6 separate regions of the Mus musculus genome follow, and all the other regions are linked to region 2. Evidence: chromatin contacts called from public Hi-C and promoter capture Hi-C data. All regions are on one chromosome and are shown on one strand. Each heading gives the region's core, a stretch centred on a gene start, on an enhancer-like site or on the middle of the called end of the contact. The rest is flanking DNA. Distances are from core to core; before and after follow the strand shown.

Region 1 (3,222 bases), core at 435-2,934, 510 kb after region 2:
AGGTAGAGGAAGACAGATCTCTGGAAATTTGAGGCCAGCCTGGTCTACATAGCTAGTTCTGAGCTATCTAAGAAGCCAAAGCTGCATGGTGAGAACCTGTTTTTAAAAAAACAAATCAAAACAAGGCTTGAGTAGTCTTGAGCCACTAGGATATGACTATTTGGATTAGACACATCCAGGGAAGCAGAGTACTGGTTACACCGGGGTAGATATGCAAGGCTAATCATTCAGTCCTCTGTTAATAAGTCTGTTGGTGGCACTGCTGCTCCCATCTGGACAAGCTATCTCCAGCTTACAGTGTTATTAGTCTCTCCTTTTCTACCTGGAACTCAAGCTACTCGCTCTTCAAGGAAATGATTACCTAGGTCACTGACAAGATTAAGCACTACTGCCACTTTTGCTACTACTTGCACAGGGACAAGAATGGGAATCTAGGAACAGAAGTCAAAGACAGACTGTCAGTCTGGCTATGAAAAAACCAGAAGTGTGAGTGGTTCTGTCCAAAATTTGTAGGTTATGATAGCCCACACCTGTAATACCAGTACTTAATAATCCAGAGGCAGAAGGACCGGCTCAAATTTGAGGCCAACTTGATGTATATAGAGAATTCCAGGCCGGCCAGGGCTACATAGACCATCAATAAACAAATAGATTCCCAGCAAATACCCACTAGCTTTGGTCACGAAAGAATTCCAAACCAGTGGTTTTCAAAGATTTCCAAAGGGTGAGGAGGTAGGAAGTTAAGAGGGTGTTGTGCCACAGAGCTACTACGGTACCGCCAGCAGTCTGCAAAACAGGTAGCTTGGTATGTTACCTTTCACTACAGCCATGGTCGCACTCTCTTGTAAAGGTGTTTTAAAAGAATCAAACCCAAAGACTTTCTTCAGGGTGCTCCGGACTCGCCGCTCCCGGTCGAAGGGAGTGGAGAAAGGACGGGCGCTCATCTTTGCAAAAAGCAGCAGCCAAAAGGTTAACGCAAAGGTGGGCAAAGGCAATCCCGAAAAAACCCTCTGCTCCACGTTAAAATATAGCCTATGTTTCTCCTGCCGAGTAAGCTGCTATGTTACACTTAAATATCTCATTCCCCAGCAGTAAAAGTGAAGGCTGAATTGCTTCACGCAATACATTCCTGAGGGATTAACATTACTTCTCCCTTTAATAAAAATAAAAACAATGAACTTTCCAGGTCAGGTGGACAGAGCTACAAATCGGACCACAACAAAGCCCACAAACGTCTTCAAAGTCGACCAGAGAACTTGGAATCCTTTTTCTAGGGTCCTTGTTCTAGAAGCGAAGCCATAGATACCATTCATCAAGGACGCCGACCCCCCGTTCCTCCTCTGAGCCCCCAAGTCAACAGCTCTCGCCCTTTGCCAGACAAATGCTCTCCAAGATGTCAGACCCCAGGCTCTTTTCGGTTGGCTCTGCAGCTTTCCAAAGAACACTACTCCCTAACTCGAACTCAGAAGCCAAACCGCCCGAGAAGTCAGCGAAGTAGAAGCCGCAAGACCTTACTTCCGTCCCGTGCTGATGACGTTTCCAAGAGCTGAGCATGGGGGCGGAGCCATGCCCAGACACAGCCCTTTTGATTGGTTGTCATTCGGGCGCGGAGTCTCCTGGGATCCGGAAGAAGTTGGTTTTCTCGCCCCTAAATTGGCTTATGAGTCATAGGCCTGAGCCACACCGCGCTGTGGGAGTAAGATGGCGGGGAAGAAAAATGTTTTGTCGTCTCTTGCAATTTATGCGGAATATTCAGACCCTGAATCTGATGGCGAAACTGGAGTCGACGCTGTAGGCGGAGCGACTGGTGAGACTTGAGCTGGAAAGGGGAGGGTCTGTTATGGTTACCAAATGCTACCTCTCTAGCGGGGCATGGGGAGAAGATGCTCTTTGTGCTCCAGGTATCGGGTCTTGGAACCCCAAAGCGCAGTGGATGTCCTAGGTCAGACAGAGCATTAGAACCTCTACTACAGTACGAGTGATCTCTCTTTCTGCGATCCTCTACGCAAGGCGTCATGCTGGCCAGAGGGTGGACCAAGGGGGGTACGCATCTGTCGAGACATCACTGTCTCGTTGTTTGATGGGGAAGAGAGGAGTGAAATGTACCTGGAGGATAGTAAAACTTGTGTTTCGTTAAGTTGGTAACTTTTAAGGAATCGTTTCTAAGTCTGCCCTAGAGTTTTTAAAAATGCATCTCTCCTAAGTGCATAATTCTGGGCTTTTTCATAGAATATGCTAGACAAGCCTTTTAAGGCGGTAGGGTGATTCTGTTGTTTGGTGAGTTTTAAAAGCCTATCGGTTGCCCTCAGACTGCGAAGCATAGAGGGAACAGATTTCTTGAAGGAAGCAAATTACCTGATATACCAGAGCTTTGGGTCTTCTTATCTGCAAAGTAGGGGCAAAACAATGAGGAAGACAGTCTTGTGCATAGAAGGCGTTTTTGAGGTTGCACATGAAACAAGATAGAGATGTGTGTGGTATGTCAAAACAGGAGTTTAAACGACCTGTTGGGCTGGTTCAAAGAGGAGAAGACTTTAACTGCCCTAATAGGCCAACAGCATGTAATAGTTCCCCAACCTTTGGAACTGCTGGGAACCAAACCCAGGGCCTTACACTCTTAGGAAAGCATCCCACTACTTTGTTACTTCCCCAGCCTGTCCTGAAAATATTAGAACATGAATTTAATGCTTGATTTTCTTTTCATATACATCTGTACATATGGAGTGGGCCTTGCATGTGAGTTCTGCCCATGGTGGACAGAGAGAGGCATCAGCTCTTCTGAAACTGGCATTTGTGAGCTGCCTGATGTGGGTACTGGAAACTGAACTGTCAAACTTACAGAGATCTGCCTGGCCCTGTCTCCAGAGAGCTTGAATTAAAAGCATGGGACACCAAACCCTGTACATTATGCACTCGTATAAGAGTCATCTTCCAATACCCCTGTTTTTGTTTGTTTTGAGACAGGATCTCCCTCTAGTCCTGACTGTCCTGGAACTCAGGCTGATCTAGAACTCAGAGATCCTCCTGCCTCTGCCTCCCAAGTGCTCGGTTCAAAGGTGTGCACCGCCATTCCTGGCACAACCCCTGGTCTTTTCTTTTTCTTTCTTTCCTTTTTTTTTCTTCCTCCCCCCCAACCTCCAGGCTGAGGACAGAACCCAGAGCTCTACCACTGAGCTAAATTCCCAACCCCAACCCCTGGTATTAAATTGTTCTTCCTAAGTA
Region 2 (2,974 bases), core at 214-2,713:
CCACAAAAGATACCCAATCAATGGTTTTTAGAGCAAGTTTACGCCCAGCCATCTTGGGATACTAGAAAACAAAACAGCGCCTTTGGAGAGAACCCCTGAAGGAGACCATTCCAGAGAAATACAAGTCGTTAAGAGACGGATCAGCTCAAGCATTTGATGGGTATATATATGCAACAGATGAAAGAATTCGGATTTAAACCAGGAAAGAGGGCTAGGGATGTAGCTAGTTGCTAGAATGCTTGCCTGGCATGGACAGAGTCCTGGGTTCCCTCTCCAGCACCAGAAACACTGAGGTAGAGGCAGAGAATCAAAGTTCAAGGTCACATGAGAGATGTGGGAGCTTGTCTCAATACATCAAAATAAAGCTCTACAACCCAGAATATAAACATGTTCTCTCCTACCAGGCTGCCCTTCCTCTATCCCAACTCATTTCTATTCTTTGCAGACACTTCTAAAGGAAGTCATAAGCTGCCCAAAGGCTAACTAAGCTACTGTGTTTTGGCCACTGACTCTCCACCACAACCCCGGCCATTCACTCGAACTGTCCTGCCCAGGTCATCCTGTCCACAGCACACATACTGTGCACTTTCAGAGGCATTTTTACACAAATGATACTGTGAAAAGAAAGTGACTGAAGCGGTCTTGAGACCAAAACAAGACGAGATACAGAAAATAACTATGAAGAGAGCCAACCGAAAAGTGGAAACCATCTACACAAGCTCTGAGTGGGGGATACCTTCCTATCGATCAAAGTTGTCAAATGCCGGTCTCTCTCCTTCCTTCCTTCCTTCCTTCCTTCCTTCCTTCCTTCCTTCCTTCCTCAGTACAGCTTACGTCTCTAAGAGACAGAGACAGAGACTAAGACAGTTGTCAAGTGAACTAAGGATGCCAGAGAACGAAGTGCACTGGAGAAAGCAGGAGTTACAGACTTTTTGTTATCTGATTCATCTCTAGCGCTGGTTGTTTCTCAGACAAATTGGCCAGCCTGCTCTCATACACAGGTCATAAGCATAGAGAATGACCAATAGTTAATTAGATCAATCGGTAAACCTCATGAGGAATAGGAATCCTCCATTCGAAGGGAAGGACGTAGAGTTGAAGTCTGCTAGGTGTCTTGTCCTCTCTGAAAGTTACCACCCTAACTCTGTGATGCTTTCCCGACCCCTAAACTCCACTCCTGAGATCGCCACACAGTGTGAGACAAAAGTCTGTGGCAACATCTAAATTCACGGTGATTGGCTAAGTCACTGCCAGGCCCCAGGCTCGCCCCGCGGGAAAGCGAGCAGGGCAAAGCAGTGACCTCGGGCGCTCTGCTAGCGGGGCAGCTCGAAGGCCCGATGTCCTCCGTGGAGCTGGAACAAGTGTGGAAGCGAGGTCTGGAATACAATACAAAAGAGTCCGTGGAGATTCGACCCAACACCTCAGACCCCACTCACCTTCACCGACCCCCGGCGGAGTGCTCTCTCTCCAGCAAGCAAGGAACGGAAGAGAGTTGCCGGAAGTTCTCTCCTTGGCCAATCCGAACGAGCAATAGGCGGGTCTCATGTCACACTTCAGCCAATGAGCATGGAGTCCCGTCCTGGAAGGCGGGCGCGGCGCCTGCGCCGTCGGGGTCCCTTTTCCCCCTGCCCCACGCCCGCCGATGGGCCGGCCCGGCTCTCCCCGCCGAGGAGTCGGCCGGCCCGGCGGCGCGCGGGCAGCGGCGGCCCAAGATGGCGGAGCTGCAGCTGGACCCGGCAGTGGCGGGGCTGGGAGGGGGTGGCAGCAGTGCGATGGGCGACGGCGGCGGCTCGGGCCGCGGACCCCCCAGCCCTCGCCCTGCGGGCCCGACACCCCGCGGACACGGCCGCCAGCCCGCCGCCGCCGCGCAGCCGCTGGAGCCCGGGCCCGGACCTCCGGAGCGGACGGGAGGCGGCGGGGCCGCCCGCTGGGTCCGGCTCAACGTGGGCGGTACCTACTTCGTGACCACCAGACAGACCCTAGGCCGGGAGCCCAAGTCCTTCCTCTGCCGCCTGTGCTGCCAGGAGGACCCGGAGCTGGACTCCGACAAGGTGCGCCCCGCCCTCGGGCGCGCCCCCGGGTGTTGGGACCCATTCCAGGCTGGTGCTCCGATCTCTGGGACGCGTTTCCCTCCAGCGGGTCCTGCAAACCCGGACTTGAGTCCACTCTCTTCCCCCCGAGTTAGCACTGGCCACCTCAGAATGATCTCCCGTCCCAGTTCTGCCCCATCTTCAGGCACACTCCGGTTTCCCTTCGCACCCCGCTCTTTTCTCAGCTGCTCCTGCGTGGAGTTGTCTACCTGCACCCACGGGAGCCCCCTTCGTGCTCCTGTCACATTCCCTGCCCCTCCTGGGGACCACCCCTTCTCAGATCTGCATGAGTTTTTCTTTGGCTCCCGGGCGGCCCCCTGCTGCTGGTGCCAAATGCATTCAGAACTGGGTCAGGGTGAATGACCACATCTTGGTCACTTTCGGAGGACTCAGGTCCTGTTCCATCCCTGTGTAAAGTGGTATTAAACTCGGGGTTTAATGATAGCGTCCACTACTGAAGGCTGCAGGAAGTGCTTGTGATACATCCTGTGGTGGTGATAAAATCCTGGTCCCAGACCTTTTGTGCCGTAACAGTCACCGTTTCGGTACATTTTTGAAAGTAAATGCACTCCTTGGAAAGATGGGCTGATAGGTTAGGACCCAGAGAATGTGTAGCGTCAAACACAGGGTTGAGCAGTGGCAAGACGTCATTCATTTCCAGTTTGAACTGTAACTTTTGCAGGTTGACCTTTGACTCTCAAACGCATCCATACCATAAAGCACTCCCATGGTTAGTAGACTTGCATAAACCCTTAATCAGTTTCATCTGTTCTCTGATACCAAATTGATGGGAACCTTAAGAGATTCCAGAACTCCTGTTTATAGGGAATTATTTTTATATACCCTAAATCTTCCTTATGGCCAACACAAGCCAGTTTCTTGTT
Region 3 (3,246 bases), core at 281-2,780, 990 kb after region 2:
ACCCCAAATTTAACAATCCTGCCTCAGCCTTCAGGGCACCAAGATGCAATTTTAATAGATAAAAGTAACCATGCGGTCATTATTAGCAAGAGGTTTATTAAAAACACTAACAATCGCTGCTTAATGTCAGACCTCTCTAAAGTGGTTCTCACTCATTTCTGCTAGGACTCATTCTCTGGCACAAAAGCAGCAAGACAGGGAGCTACTGGCACTCACTCCGCAGGGAGGCAGGTTCATTGTCTGGTCCCAGCTTCCACCTGGCAGAAACTGGATGTACTGCTGAGAAATCAGCTCGACTCATTAGCATGTCTTTATTCTACCAAGAGAGAATGGGACCCTGTCCAATTCTGACACCTCACTCACTACTCCCGCATCAAAATCCACACCAGGTCCTCAAGCCAGAGGGAAGGTGGTAGACACGAGTCCCGGGGGTCTTGAGATCAGCAAGCAAAAAAAAATTTTTTTTAGATAAAGGTGATGATAAAGGACATGTAGCTGGGTCACTCGCCAGCAGCTTGAACAGCAGTCCTCACTCAAGTGGACTACTTTCTCATCTGCTGTCAAAACTCTCCTGCAATGCTGATGCTGATGGAGGCATTGACTGTTTCAAGTGACAGTGTACGACAGAAAACACTTTTGCTCTGTCTCCAGCCATCTCCTTGACAGAAACTAGGAAAGGGGCAATCCAAGTGACTCTTGTCAGATTCCTACACATCTCTGTTAACTTAGTTTCTCCCCCAATCCCCGCCCTGATAGTCTCCAGAAAAGCGAAGAACTGCTTAAGCAAGTTCGTCCTCCCGCACTACTCCTCACGCTCGCAGAAACGCACTTCTAGCTGTCCCAAGGGACATGGATGCGACAGCCCGGGGACAACACCTGGCACAGGTGCCTGTCAGGGATGCCTCTCCAACCCGCAGCCGCTGCAACGCCGCATCCCCGGCGGCGCGCGTCCCTGTCGCAGAGCAGATTACCACGGAGGACGCGAGCGGTGACCTCGGTGACCCTGCAGGCACCTGCAGTCCTCCGCGTGGCGTCGCCGAGGCCCGGGATGGGGAGCGCCCCCCGCCCTGCATCCCGAAGACCTCCCCCGCTCCGCGGCCGACTCGGGGCCGCCCGGGCCACCGCGTTGCCCGCCCGCAGCATCCGACGCGCGGCCTCCCCTCCGCCCGGCCCGTGGCGCGCGCCCGGCCCTCACCGGACTTGGGCGGGTAGCGGTACACGGAATTGGACGGGATGTCCACCTCCTCCACGCCCGCGTGCTGCCGGCTCGTCAGGGCCCCCATGGCCGCTGCGATCGCGGCGTCGCCCGGGCTCCGGCGTCCGAGCCTCAGCGCGCCGGCCGGCCGCACGCCCGGTGCGGGGGTCGGCTGCCCGCCGCGGCCCGCTCGGCTGAGGCGCTGCTGCGGCTGAGGCTGCGGGGAGCGGCCCGCACGGCGCGCACCATCCTCCGCCGGGCACCGCGGCGGCGCCTCTGCCTGAGGGGGCTGCGGGGCTGAGCCCGGGGGCGCCGCCGCCGCCTCAGACCGCGTGATGTCAGCGGCGGCTAGCGCGCGGGGGGACCGCGGCGGCCTCAGCCAATGGGACGGCGGGGCGGGAGCGCCCGCGGGCCGGCCAGCCAATAGGAAACGAGCTGCGGTGGGCGCCCGCGGCGCGTGCTTCGCGCGGAGGTTGCGGCGCGGATGCGGCCTGGGGCTCGGCGGCAGCGACGGGCAAGGGTCTGAGTCTCCCGGAGCTGCTCGGCCACGGCGGGTGGAAGAAGCATGGTCCCCGCCGCACCCGAGCGGTGTCCCGGTGGGATTATTGCTCCGGGTGCGCCTCCCCCGTGGCACCGGGGAGGCCTGCCTCGAGCTCGCGCGTCTTTGTCCCTGAATCCCACAGCGAGCCGCCCCGCCCTGGCAGCCAGAGCCCCGCCTCCTCCGCGTCTGTCGAGGTCATAGCCCAGGGGCGAGCATCCACATCCCTCATGCCCCTACCGCCTGAACCCCAAGTGCTCTGCCAACCTCACATCCCAAATGTCACCAAGACTGCATAGGGGATGTTGGGATGGTCAGCTAAGATGTGGCCATCCCTCCGTAAATGCTGTTTGTAACCTCCTTCCTGGGACAGCTCGGGTAGCCTTTAGGGTTTGGATTGGTAGGCATTAACTCAAGATAGTCACTCTGAGCCTGTCCCTTGTGAACTGTTCTCTGGAGACACTGGAAAGAGCCTTGTGTGGCCTATCAGTGAACAGTCCTCGAATCAAAAAGGGAATTTGATAGGGCAGATCTAGGACTTCCCTACACACACACACACACACACACACACACACACACACACACACAGTGGGCAGGCAGAAGACGTCATTGCTCAGTTAATTACAGACATTTATGTATTTGTGGGTATGATGAGGTTTTGGGGATTTTTTTGTTTTGTTTTTGTTTCTCTGGGGGGAGACTGATCAAGGTTCCGAACTGTTTCAGCATGACGTCAACTTTCAACAACATACACAGTAGTTTGGGGTGACTGATTCCCTTCTTTAGGTTTGTAAAACTGTTTTGTAGATCTGTCTGTCTCCTGATCTCTTCTCTTCTCTTCTCTTCTCTTCTCTTCTCTTCTCTTCTCTTCTCTCACCCCCCCGCCCCCCCCCGTGTGTGTGTGTGTGTGTGTGTGTGTGTGTGTGTGTGTGGTTTGCAGGGGTTGGTGTGGTTTAAGTTTTGTTGTTGATGTTAACATTTTATTTGTGTGTTGGCAGGGGGGGGTTCCTCTCCTGTATCGCCAGGTGATTTTAGAGGTCAAAGGACAACTTGCAGAAGTGTTTTCTCTTCAACTGTGTGGATTCTAGGGATATATCTCAGTTCCTCGGCTCCCCCTCCACCTTGAGACCAGATCTCATGTAGCTCTCGTTGACCCAGAACTTCTTGTAACCAATGTGGCCTTGAATTTCTGAGTCTCCTGCCTCTGCCTCCCAAGAGTATTTTGCATTTTCATTCACCTGAATTTAACTGACTCTGTGTTAAAGTTACTTATGAAAAATTGCCTTGGTTTTCCCCCAAGGTCCCCTGGAAGCCAGGCACCCACTCCTATCATGCACATCGGGTGATAATGAGGGAGGCCAAGTCCCTGCTCCAGACACCCTCATCCAGGTCACAGGGCTCACCTGAATTTGGAGCTCTCCCTGCAGCCCCCCAGCCCTAACCATTAGGCTTCCAGAGGTATCTTAGGGGAGAGCTGTAGCCTCCCTCTATTTTCCTTTCTCTACACACAGAT
Region 4 (3,172 bases), core at 622-3,121, 710 kb after region 2:
ACAACTCTGTCCCCCGGAGCATGAGCCACCTGAGCCTCTGTGCTGAGAGCCTCTAACCTCCATACCCAGCTGGGTCTTTCCTACACTTGTCAGGGGCAGCAGTGCCTCAGCCTTACCCCTTGGGGCTTCAGAAGCTGCAGGGCTCACCCTTCAAGTCTCTGCCACTCACCCTTTGACCTCACCCTGGCCCTGTCACCAGCACCAAAATGCCCCAAGCATGTATCCTTAACCCAGCTTTCCTTCCCTCGTTGGTTTCAGCCTGCCTGTGCTAGTCTTCCACAGCCACTCAGCTCCCTCCCTTCCCATCCCTGTCCCTGTCCCTGTCCCCGTCCAGTCACTCCTCCACTCCCTGTCCACGGCCTCTCGGTCCATGCACTACAGTCCTGGTCCTCTCGCTCCATCTCCTCCGTCTCATCCCTGGTAATCTCAGCCTCACTTCTTGGCTGTGATGGCCATGGGCAAGGACATAGGCCACCATGGTACCAATTCCGTGGTCACTTTTGCCTTTAACTAAAACCTCTCAGCAGCCTGGGGCACCTGGAGAACTCTCCCTCCTGTAACTGCTTGTGCCCTGGCCGCCATCTCTACAGCTTTGTCAGGATGTAATCCCCTGCCCAACAAATTTCCACTCCTTCTAGGGATACCATAGCGACTTCTTTCACTTCACTGTCCGCATCTCTTCCCAGCTCTCAGTAGATGTCTGTGCCCCCACCCCTGTCTGTGTACCCCACACACTGCATATCCCAAACCAGCTACTCTCTACCCAACCTCAGCACACAGCAGCCCGGTCTCCCGAAGAAACCCTTGTCCTGCGTCTTACTCTCTCCACTGGGCACCGGGCTCCCACTCACTTCTCATTTCTTTTGTTTTGCAGCTGAGACCTCCTTCCTCTTACCCCTCATCTCTTACCCCCTCCACACCCCAGCTGGGGCTCAGACTCCAGAAAGCAGAAATCTGATGACATCATCACCCTGTCTCAGCTTGGAAAGGCACTGCACATCCCTAGAGGAAGAGTCACGACCACCATGCAGACTGGCCCTGCTGACTCTACATTCACGTTTTGCTGAGACTCTATCTGACCCTTGAGTAGATCCTTCAGTCTCTGAAGGGCAGAAATCACACTTACTGAATGCTGGCCACCTTAGCGAATGGGGCTGCCAGCCCTGACCTAACACTCTGGCTCTACTTTATTCAGAGGACCTGGGGAGAGCTGCGTGCAGCAGTCAGGTGCACGTGCCCTCTGGGTTCATATGGGAACCCGCAGATCCTGCTGCAGCCCCTGGCCCTGGCCACAAGCAGTTTCGGCCCTCGGAGAGGCCCTTCCCGCACCTCGCGCACGCGGCGCTCCACGTCCAGCAGCGCCCGCTCGTGGTGGCTGCAGTCGTGCACCGTGCACGCGCTGCACACGCAGAGGCCCTCCGTGCGACAGAAGAACTCGAGCGGCCTCCCGTGGCGCAGGCAGCGAGCGCTGTGGCTTGTGGCGGAGTCCCGGCGCGGAGTCACGGCGGGCGGCGCCGGCAGAACGGGCAGCGCCTGCAGCAAGGTGCTCATCTTCACGTTGCGGGACAGCTTGGCGCCCTCGGGGAAGGGCTGGCGACATTCCGGACACGACTTTTCGCAGGAACGCCATGAATCCTGGATGCAGTTCCCGCAGAAGCTGTGCCCGCAGGGCAGCGTCACCGGGTCCCGGTAGCGACCTAAGCAGATGGAGCAAGTCACCACGTCCTCCTCCAGCAACTGAGCGGCCATGGCGGAAGCGAGGCCCAGTGCTCAGATCTCTTAAAGGGGCCGAGGCTACCAGTGCGAGCACTACGTTGGGGAAGACAGTCCAGGAAGTCGCGGCAGTGCGCAGCCTGGTGCACTAGAACGTTCCTTGGCAGGGATCCAAGTCACCCTTGCTTGCCCGCCTTCTGACGCACTGGGAGCTGGGGCGCGGCTCCCTCCGGTCCACCCTGACTATTTGTGTTCCTTCCCTAGACTCTTTTTTGGGGGGGAGGAGTGGGTGGGAGGGTTTCGAGACAGGGTTTCTCTGTGTAGCCCTGGCTGTCCTGGAACTCACTTTGTAGACCAGGCTGGCCTCGAACTCAGAAATCCGTCTGTCTCTGCCTCCTGAGTGCTGGGATTAAAGGCCCAGGGCATGGTGTCTGTTCACAGCAGTAAAACCCTAAGACAGGCTACTGTCATCTCCTCTACAGCTGAGCAGAGCAGATGGGAGTTCCAGGGTCCCCAAAGGCAGTATGAATCAGAGATCACTCCTAATGGAGTAGGCAGAACTGATTTGTTTCTAGGCCTCTAGCCTCACAGTGGGGGCTCCAGGCCTTGGTGGGGGCTGAAATATGCTAAGGTAACAAGCAATCTGTTGCTAGGTCTGACAGGGGCAGGACTTTCTCCTCGAGGAGGTTCTGATCCCGGGGCTGTCTTTCACAAAGATCACAGGCTGGGCAAAGGTTCACTTTTCATGTGTACCCCCAGCTACCGGGCTGCTGGGCACCTTCTGCTCACCCACAGAGCACTAAAGCTTCACTAAAAGGGTCTGGGTGCCCGAAAGTGAAGACATATTGGCATCAGGAAAAAAGTATTTTATTCACATAGAATCGAGGCACATCCACAAGCCCCTGGGTGTCCTGGGAGAGGCCAGCATGGGACTGTCTCAGTTGGCTTCAGATGGCTCTCTCCGGAGGTGTGACCTTCCAGCTGCTGCGACAGTTCCCCCTCGGAGATGAATGTACTGAGTCTCTCAGTAGATTCCATAGGTGGGCTCATGACTGTCCCTGTATCGGTCCAGATAGCGTAGGGGCTGCTCGTGGGGGAAGCGCTTCTGTTTGGGGTGGTAAGGGGGTGGCCGTACAAATTCAAACACAGGTTCCCGCATGTCTGCAAGAAAAGTAAGGGGAGAGTGGTGGACTTCTGCTGACCTGGGCCTCCTTCCTTGCCTGTGAGGCTGGAGTTCTGCCAGGGACTTTTTTGGGTTTTTCGAGACAGGGTTTCTCTGTGTATCCCTGGCTGTCCTGGAACTCAGAAATCCGCCTGCCTCTGCCTCCCGAGTGCTGGGATTAAAGGCATGCGCCACCACCGCCCGGCTCACCCTGGCTTTCAAAGGCCATCTCCTGGCATGGCAGGAAAGGTCTTTATCCCCAGGCCTGCCTGACCACTAAGCCCTTACCTAGAAGCT
Region 5 (3,091 bases), core at 237-2,736, 780 kb after region 2:
CTTAAAGAACTTTCATAGGGATGTTTGGAACAAAAAGCTTTTTTATTATTTGCCTCTCTGTCTCCCCCATCCCCCCAGCGGGCTTCACTAGTGTTTGCCCGGCCTTCTGGCCCACCCTCTCCCACAGTTTCGCCATGTAACCCTGGCTGACGAACAGGAACTAGCTCTGCAGACCAGGCTGGTCTCAAAATCAGAGATCAGCCTGCCTCTGCCTCTGCCTCCTCCGAAGTGCTGAGATTAAAGGCATGGGTCACCGTGGCCCAGTTCAAAAGAACTTTATAAATTAAAGTTTCATCTTATTGTGTGTGGGGGTACAACAGCCACCTCTAGCAAATGGTCAGAGGACAATCTAAGGGAGGTGACTCTCTTTCTACAAATTGAAATTAGATGATTAGGCCAGGTAGCCACCTCACCATCCCTTAAAGTTTGTTAAAATTAAAAAAAAAAACAATTTTGGGCACAACCGTTCATTATTAGCATTTTTACAACTATGCTATGCTATCCTACTAAAAGATCTAGATGCAAAAGTAATATTATTTTTCACACATAAAATTGAATCATGAAGTATTCAATTTAAGCCTTTAAACGACATGCGCGGTAAGAAGACCTCCCCAGACTGCAGCTGTAGTTTGGGCATACACTAATGTGCTAAGATACACCTACTTTTTAAACCACATGATTTCTTCAGGGTCTGCGATGCCAAATTCCCTCATCTTCTTCACCATGGTGGCACTCTTCTTAACAGCCACCTCGTAACGCTGGCTTCGAGTGAGGAAGTTATAGTCCTCATGTTGGAAGTCTGGATCGTTCAGAATCAAGTTCTCTGAAAGAGGGTTAAATGACATCAAGAGAAACAGGTACTCACCCTCCCTGACTCCCATCAGATTAGAACAGAGGACGTTCCCCTCCTAATCCTGACACCGGACGCCCATCGAAGTAGGGGTCCCCGCTTCCCCTCAACTCCAGAGGCCCCAAATCCTCATTCACGGGGGTCTTTCGCCTGGTTCGGTATAAGAGGCCCGGCCCTCCAGGCTCACCGATTTCTCGACGGCGCCGGGTGTTCTCCGGACTACCATCCAAGATGTGCGTGATTAACTCTGGATTGAAGGTGGCGGCGGCCCGCTCCTTGCGCAGATCGGGATTCATGACGGAGACCAGTGCTGGGGGCAGAGGAGGTGGCGACAGAAGTGACAGGCACCAAAGCGATGACAACCTGTCTCCGCAGCTCAGGCGCCGACCAGGCCCTATGAGCGGAGCGAGACAGCCCTCGGCCCCGCCCCCTCGAGCCGTCCCCGCCCCGTCCCCGCCGCCACTCCTCACGTGACCGGCTGCAATCCCCGACGCTGGTACCGCCCGCCGGACGGACGAATCCCCTGCTGCGGGCCAGGGGAGGTCCCCGAGCGGCTCCTCGCCAAGGAAAGCAAGGTAAAAGGTCAAGGGACCGCAGTGGCACTGGAAAGGGAGTGGGGCTCTTCCCGGACCTCACGTCTCCAGGTTCACGTGATCTTTCCGGGAGGAAAAGAGCCCTGGAGACGCGCGCAACCGATTGGCCAGGGCCTTGAGGGGCGGGATTGCGCCTGCGCTGTGGGACTCACCTCCTTTCAGGCTAGGGCGGTGGGTGTGTGTGTGTGTGGGGGGGGGGTCCTCTCACCACAGTGTCCCCGGAAACCAGAAGGGAATGGGTGTCAAGGGTCTCGGGCGGGGTGAGGAGGCTAATAGAGGAAAGCTGTTGATTTTACTGGAACCCAAACAAATTGGAGCGAAAGGGTAACAGGACAAAGGTTACGTTCGGGAGACGGTTCATTGTCGTTGGCTAAAAATATTGCCGACTTGACTGACGTTAGAGACTTGGGATGCAAGGACCTGGTCCTGCGGAGCTTCCGGGTTTATGCACTGGGCCTGGATTTAAAGCGAGAGGGAACAGGTCCAGTTTCTCTACATTTTATAGCCCAAGTCTTTTCCCACCTAAACCGGCAGGGCAGGTCCTAGAAATTTTGAAATCTAGACTTTACTTTGCCATATCATTATCGTCATCGAAGATGTACCTACGCCTAAGAAGTTCTAGCGTAGGATTTATAACAAAGAGTTCCTGAGCCTCAAAGACAGCCAGTTTTCACCAGTTTGTTTTTTAATTCTTCCTTAAAAATTGCTAAGTAGTAGGCTGGAGATGTCGAGCATGCACTAAAGCCAAAATATAATCTCAAAGCACAGCATAAACTGGGCACCGTGGCACACACAGGCTTGCAACTTCAAGTGGAGGTCTGAGGATCACGAAGTCCAAGATCATTATCAGCTATATAGAATCGGACTGAAGGCAGCCTGGGCTGTGTAATGCCTTGTTTCAAAAAGCCTTTAAGTGCTAAGTAAAATGCACTCTTTCTTCATTTGATTTCATGCCACCAAAAAGAACTACGCCGGTAGTGGCGCACGCCTTTAATCCCAGCACTGGGGAGGCAGAGGCAGGTGGATTTCTGAGTTCGAGGCCAGCCTGGTCTACAAAGTGAGTTCCAGGACAGCCAGGGCTACACAGAGAAACCCTGTCTCGAAAAAAAAAAAAAAAAAAAAAAAAGAACTACATTTCTTCATTACCTCTCTAACTTGCCCTTGTAACAACATATGTAAGACCCTTTTACAGTAACGGTGCTGAGAATGGGTTAAACGAATGAAGGCTTTAGCCTGAATGCAAAGTTAATGGAGCCCCCAAAATTCAATATTTTAATGCACTTTCTTTTCTTTTTTCTTTTCTTTTCTTTTTTGTTTGTTTGTTTGTTTGTTTGTTTTGTTTGTTTTTCGAGACAGGGTTTCTCTGTATAGCCCTGGCTGTCCTGGAACTCACTTTGTAGACCAGGCTGGCCTCGAACTCAGAAATCTGCCTGCCTCTGCCTCCCGAGTGCTGGGATTAAAGGTGTGCGCCACCACGCCCGGCACACTTTTTTTTCTTGATGCAGGAGATAGACCTCTCAGCTACATCCTCAGCTCCACAAAATTTAAAAGTTTAAAAGGGAAAAGAAGAAAAATTCTGAGAAGTTAAATAAAGACTATATCATTGTTGTTGCTTGTACCTTTGGCTCTGGCTCCATATACCTGAGCA
Region 6 (2,953 bases), core at 45-2,544, 670 kb after region 2:
CAATGTAAGGTTTCTCAGATTACAAGATAAAAAGGTTTGAGTTCGTATGGTTCCATTCAGCTGTCTCCTCCTGTCCCAAATATCCTTTCTTGGTGCAATAAAAGAGGGGCAGCTCAGGTTAAAGAAGTGGTCACCAGGCACATGTGCTGGCCAGCCCCTTCCCAAGACCTACGCACACGAGGTCAGCAGAACCTGGCCTTGTCACTGCCACCTTCTCCTCTGAGTCAGCTTCCCAGGTGACAAGTCCCAAGATGGGTGCCTGTCTACACTGGGTGTGGGCTCTGACCTCCATCATGTCTCTCTTGGCTCTCAAGTTAATCCAAGCCCGGATAGTGCAAGTCAGGAGAGTCAGAATTCCAAGGAACAAGAAACAAGAGGAACAGAGAAGCCCAGCAGTTCAAGGAGGGGAGAGAAAAAAAGAATCTTAAAGTTGGGAGACCTTTGTTCGGGGAACTGACACAAGCCATTAAGAATTCAAGAGAACCAGGCAAGAGACAAGCCTTTATAAGGGTCACCGGGTTAAGTAGTTGACAGACATTTAGTTCCACCACCTCTAGGGCCTCAGCCTTTCTTTTGGAACTTGAGAAGTTCTGGAATATACGAGAAAACTGTACAGGAGTAGTTAAGCCTATTGACTTTGGGGCCAAGTTACCTTCCTTCAATTCCCCTTCTGTTACTCACAGCACAATGGTCTAAGTTATTTTAACCTCATTAGGCGTCACTTGCCCTACCTGTAAAATGTGTCTAATAGTTTCTGCGGCACAGGATTATGTATTACCTAAGGTAGAGCTGACGCAGCATAGTAAAGACGTAGTGAACGCCTAATAAATAGCAACTATGTTTTAAGACTTCGTTTGGGAAGGGGTTCAAGAAATCACCCGTGGGCCTCACTCGGCTTCCCAAACAAACCCTGACACCATTCTCTGGCCCCACCCCCACCCATCACCCCAGCTGATCAGCACTCCGGCCCTCCCCAACGACCCACCCACTCCCTCCAGCCCCGCCTCCGGCCGTTACCACCCCTTTCTCCCTCTTTCCTCCCCCCCCACGCCCCCCCCCCCACAGCGCTCCATCAATTTCCTTCTCCACCATATCCCACCGCCCACCACACACAGTGGCCGACACCCGCCCTTCAAGTCTCCAGGATCCTTCCGCCGTGTTTTCACCTCTCAGTGTTGTTGACGATCACTCCGCCGCCCTCTGAGTGATTCTTGTTGAGCGCCATAGTCTCTCCCACTGGGGTCCCGAGACTCGCAACGCTCTGCGCTTGCGCTGGTCTTTGGCCCGCCTCTAGTGGCGTCGTTCGTATTACAGTCAGCCAATCATAGTTCCTGCGCGCAGGCTGACCAACCACCTGATCTGGACTGTCACGTGGGGAGAGTTTACTCCCGCTCTCCCTCCCCCAAGTTGCACCTGCATCACAAACAAGCAGCCAACTACAATTCCCAGCAGGCAGTGGTCCGGCAACCGCGGCCTCGCCCTGCGTTTAGTGACGAGTGCATTCTGGAATTTGTAGTCTTTTTTTATATTATAGGCCAGGCTAGAGATTATATTTACAAGACTACTTAAACATTTGTACGCCTCTCTCATCCTAGCTTCCTCATGTTAAGCAAACTCAATCGAAGAAATGTAACTTAAATTTGATGATCTGGTGTATGGTACATTTAAACATTACGTAACCAGCCGTCTTCATTTCCGCAACTGTCATGAGTAGTTCGCGCTTACATTTGGGTATTCATTGCAAACTTACAGAGCAGTGCGAGATGCAGTCCCTTCTACAGTGGACTGGCAAAGCCCGAAAAAAATAAAATACGCCACTTTAATCGACCCAGATCCAGATCCCGGACCCAGAGTCGGACTGTGAACTTCTGGGGACTGAGCGGTCCGCTCCCCACCCTCTTCCCCGCCCAGCACCTGCCGCCTGCCGCCTCGCGATGGCGCTGCTTCCTGCTCTGATCTAGCGGATCCCGCTGCAGAAGTTAAACAGCAGGGTTTAAACAGGACCTAGAATAATTGAGTGGACTGACAAAGCACATGACCAACCGCCAGGTAGGACTTTGAAAATACCACTGACTCGTTTCTGCTAGTGGGTGTCTCCCCACTGCGCTGTAGTGAATCTAAACTCCACCTCTGAGTTGTATCTTTCGCAGGGCTGTCGAGGGTTGGGAGAACTCTTCAGTTTCTGGGTGGCATCTTAGCGTACCTACCCTTAACCTTAAGACACCAGTGTTTGGTTTGAAGCAGACAGCATGGTGCCCTACATCCTGGAACATTGCCACAGATTTGAGGCCAGTTTGGGCTGCATAATGATTTCCAGACCAGCCTCAGCTGCAGAGTAAAACAGTTCTGGGAAATGGCAGGTACATTATTAACTCACAGTGCAAGAGACCCTTCTGTTCGCTTTGGGGTTGTTTGTCTGTTTGTTTGTTTGTTTGTTTGTTTGTTTGTTTTTCTAGGTGCACACTAATAAAAGTCAAATGGCTACAGATTTTTGTTTGTTTGGTTTTTGAGAAAGAGTCCTGAGATTACAGGTGTGTACCACCGAGCCTGGGTTTACAAAGTTATGATGATCAGTTGAGTCCAGTATTCATGCACATCACGAAAAGCACTGTTCTAAGCTGGACTATGTCCCTAGCCAGCCCAGCAGTTTTTAAAGAGCATAGTCCAAGATGGGTATTAGTAATGACGCAATCAGGGATCAGAGGTGAGAGGACGGCTGGGGGTTTGAGCCCTGGCTCCTTGTTTGTGTATTCAATTCCAAACCGTCCAGCGACTCTGTCCCACAAAGATAAAACAGCAACAAATCCAGTAAAAGAAAATCCATAGCCACATCTGGTGGCACACGCCTTTAGTCCCAGCACCCGAATCAGGTGTTCACAATGGACAATGGTCTGTAACTCCACTCCAGGCAGTCTGGTATCTTGTTCTGGCTTCTTTGGGTACCTACATTCAC

Evidence for each region. Promoter capture Hi-C pulls out the DNA fragments that hold promoters and counts their contacts. Hi-C and Micro-C count contacts between places; a contact is called where the count stands out from the background.
Region 1: a contact with region 2 is called in a promoter capture Hi-C map of pre-B cells, with 3 times the contacts expected there. The contact joins the promoter of Sap30bp here to the promoter of Atp5h in region 2. A contact is called at or near these places in 6 of 39 promoter capture datasets (cranial neural crest, erythroid cells, frontonasal cranial neural crest and 3 more), 1 of 484 Hi-C or Micro-C datasets (CD4 T cells), 1 of 115 datasets of contacts at active chromatin or transcription factors (pancreatic cancer cells) and 1 of 9 other capture datasets (liver).
Region 3: a Hi-C map of B cells shows a contact between it and region 2, with 6 read pairs. The contact joins the promoter of Rnf157 here to the promoter of Atp5h in region 2. A contact is called at or near these places in 1 of 39 promoter capture datasets (pre-B cells) and 1 of 484 Hi-C or Micro-C datasets (B cells).
Region 4: a promoter capture Hi-C map of liver shows a contact between it and region 2, with 3 times the contacts expected there. The contact joins the promoter of Trim65 here to the promoter of Atp5h in region 2. A contact is called at or near these places in 4 of 39 promoter capture datasets (erythroid cells, liver and pre-B cells) and 2 of 115 datasets of contacts at active chromatin or transcription factors (memory CD8 T cells and pancreatic cancer cells).
Region 5: a contact with region 2 is called in a promoter capture Hi-C map of pre-B cells, with 4 times the contacts expected there. The contact joins the promoter of Acox1 here to the promoter of Atp5h in region 2.
Region 6: a promoter capture Hi-C map of pre-B cells shows a contact between it and region 2, with 3 times the contacts expected there. The contact joins the promoter of Wbp2 here to the promoter of Atp5h in region 2. A contact is called at or near these places in 1 of 39 promoter capture datasets (pre-B cells), 1 of 484 Hi-C or Micro-C datasets (pre-B cells) and 2 of 115 datasets of contacts at active chromatin or transcription factors (bone marrow-derived macrophages and memory CD8 T cells).

Annotation. Positions count from the first base shown.
Region 1 is chr11:115,931,975-115,935,196 of GRCm38.p6, forward strand. Sap30bp (SAP30 binding protein) reads left to right here and starts at 1,685. Exons shown (of 11, transcript NM_020483.3): 1 at 1,685-1,807. The coding sequence starts at 1,702. Recql5 (RecQ protein-like 5) reads right to left here and starts at 1,518. Exons shown (of 19, transcript NM_130454.2): 1 at 815-1,518. The coding sequence starts at 944.
Region 2 is chr11:115,418,456-115,421,429 of GRCm38.p6, forward strand. It overlaps Atp5h (ATP synthase, H+ transporting, mitochondrial F0 complex, subunit D), which reads right to left and starts at 1,464. Exons shown (of 6, transcript NM_027862.1): 1 at 1,437-1,464; 2 at 1-61. The coding sequence starts at 52. Kctd2 (potassium channel tetramerisation domain containing 2) reads left to right here and starts at 1,671. Exons shown (of 6, transcript NM_183285.3): 1 at 1,671-2,051. The coding sequence starts at 1,713.
Region 3 is chr11:116,411,502-116,414,747 of GRCm38.p6, forward strand. It overlaps Rnf157 (ring finger protein 157), which reads right to left and starts at 1,531. Exons shown (of 19, transcript NM_027258.1): 1 at 1,196-1,531. The coding sequence starts at 1,283.
Region 4 is chr11:116,129,257-116,132,428 of GRCm38.p6, forward strand. Trim65 (tripartite motif-containing 65) reads right to left here and starts at 1,872. Exons shown (of 6, transcript NM_178802.4): 1 at 1,330-1,872. The coding sequence starts at 1,749. Mrpl38 (mitochondrial ribosomal protein L38) reads right to left here. Exons shown (of 9, transcript NM_024177.3): 8 at 3,164-3,172; 9 at 2,561-2,874. The coding sequence ends at 2,738.
Region 5 is chr11:116,197,559-116,200,649 of GRCm38.p6, forward strand. It overlaps Acox1 (acyl-Coenzyme A oxidase 1, palmitoyl), which reads right to left and starts at 1,487. Exons shown (of 14, transcript NM_015729.3): 1 at 1,038-1,487; 2 at 664-823. The coding sequence starts at 1,146. It overlaps Ten1 (TEN1 telomerase capping complex subunit), which reads left to right and starts at 1,297. Exons shown (of 4, transcript NM_027107.1): 1 at 1,297-1,425.
Region 6 is chr11:116,085,701-116,088,653 of GRCm38.p6, forward strand. Wbp2 (WW domain binding protein 2) reads right to left here and starts at 1,295. Exons shown (of 8, transcript NM_016852.3): 1 at 1,167-1,295. The coding sequence starts at 1,225.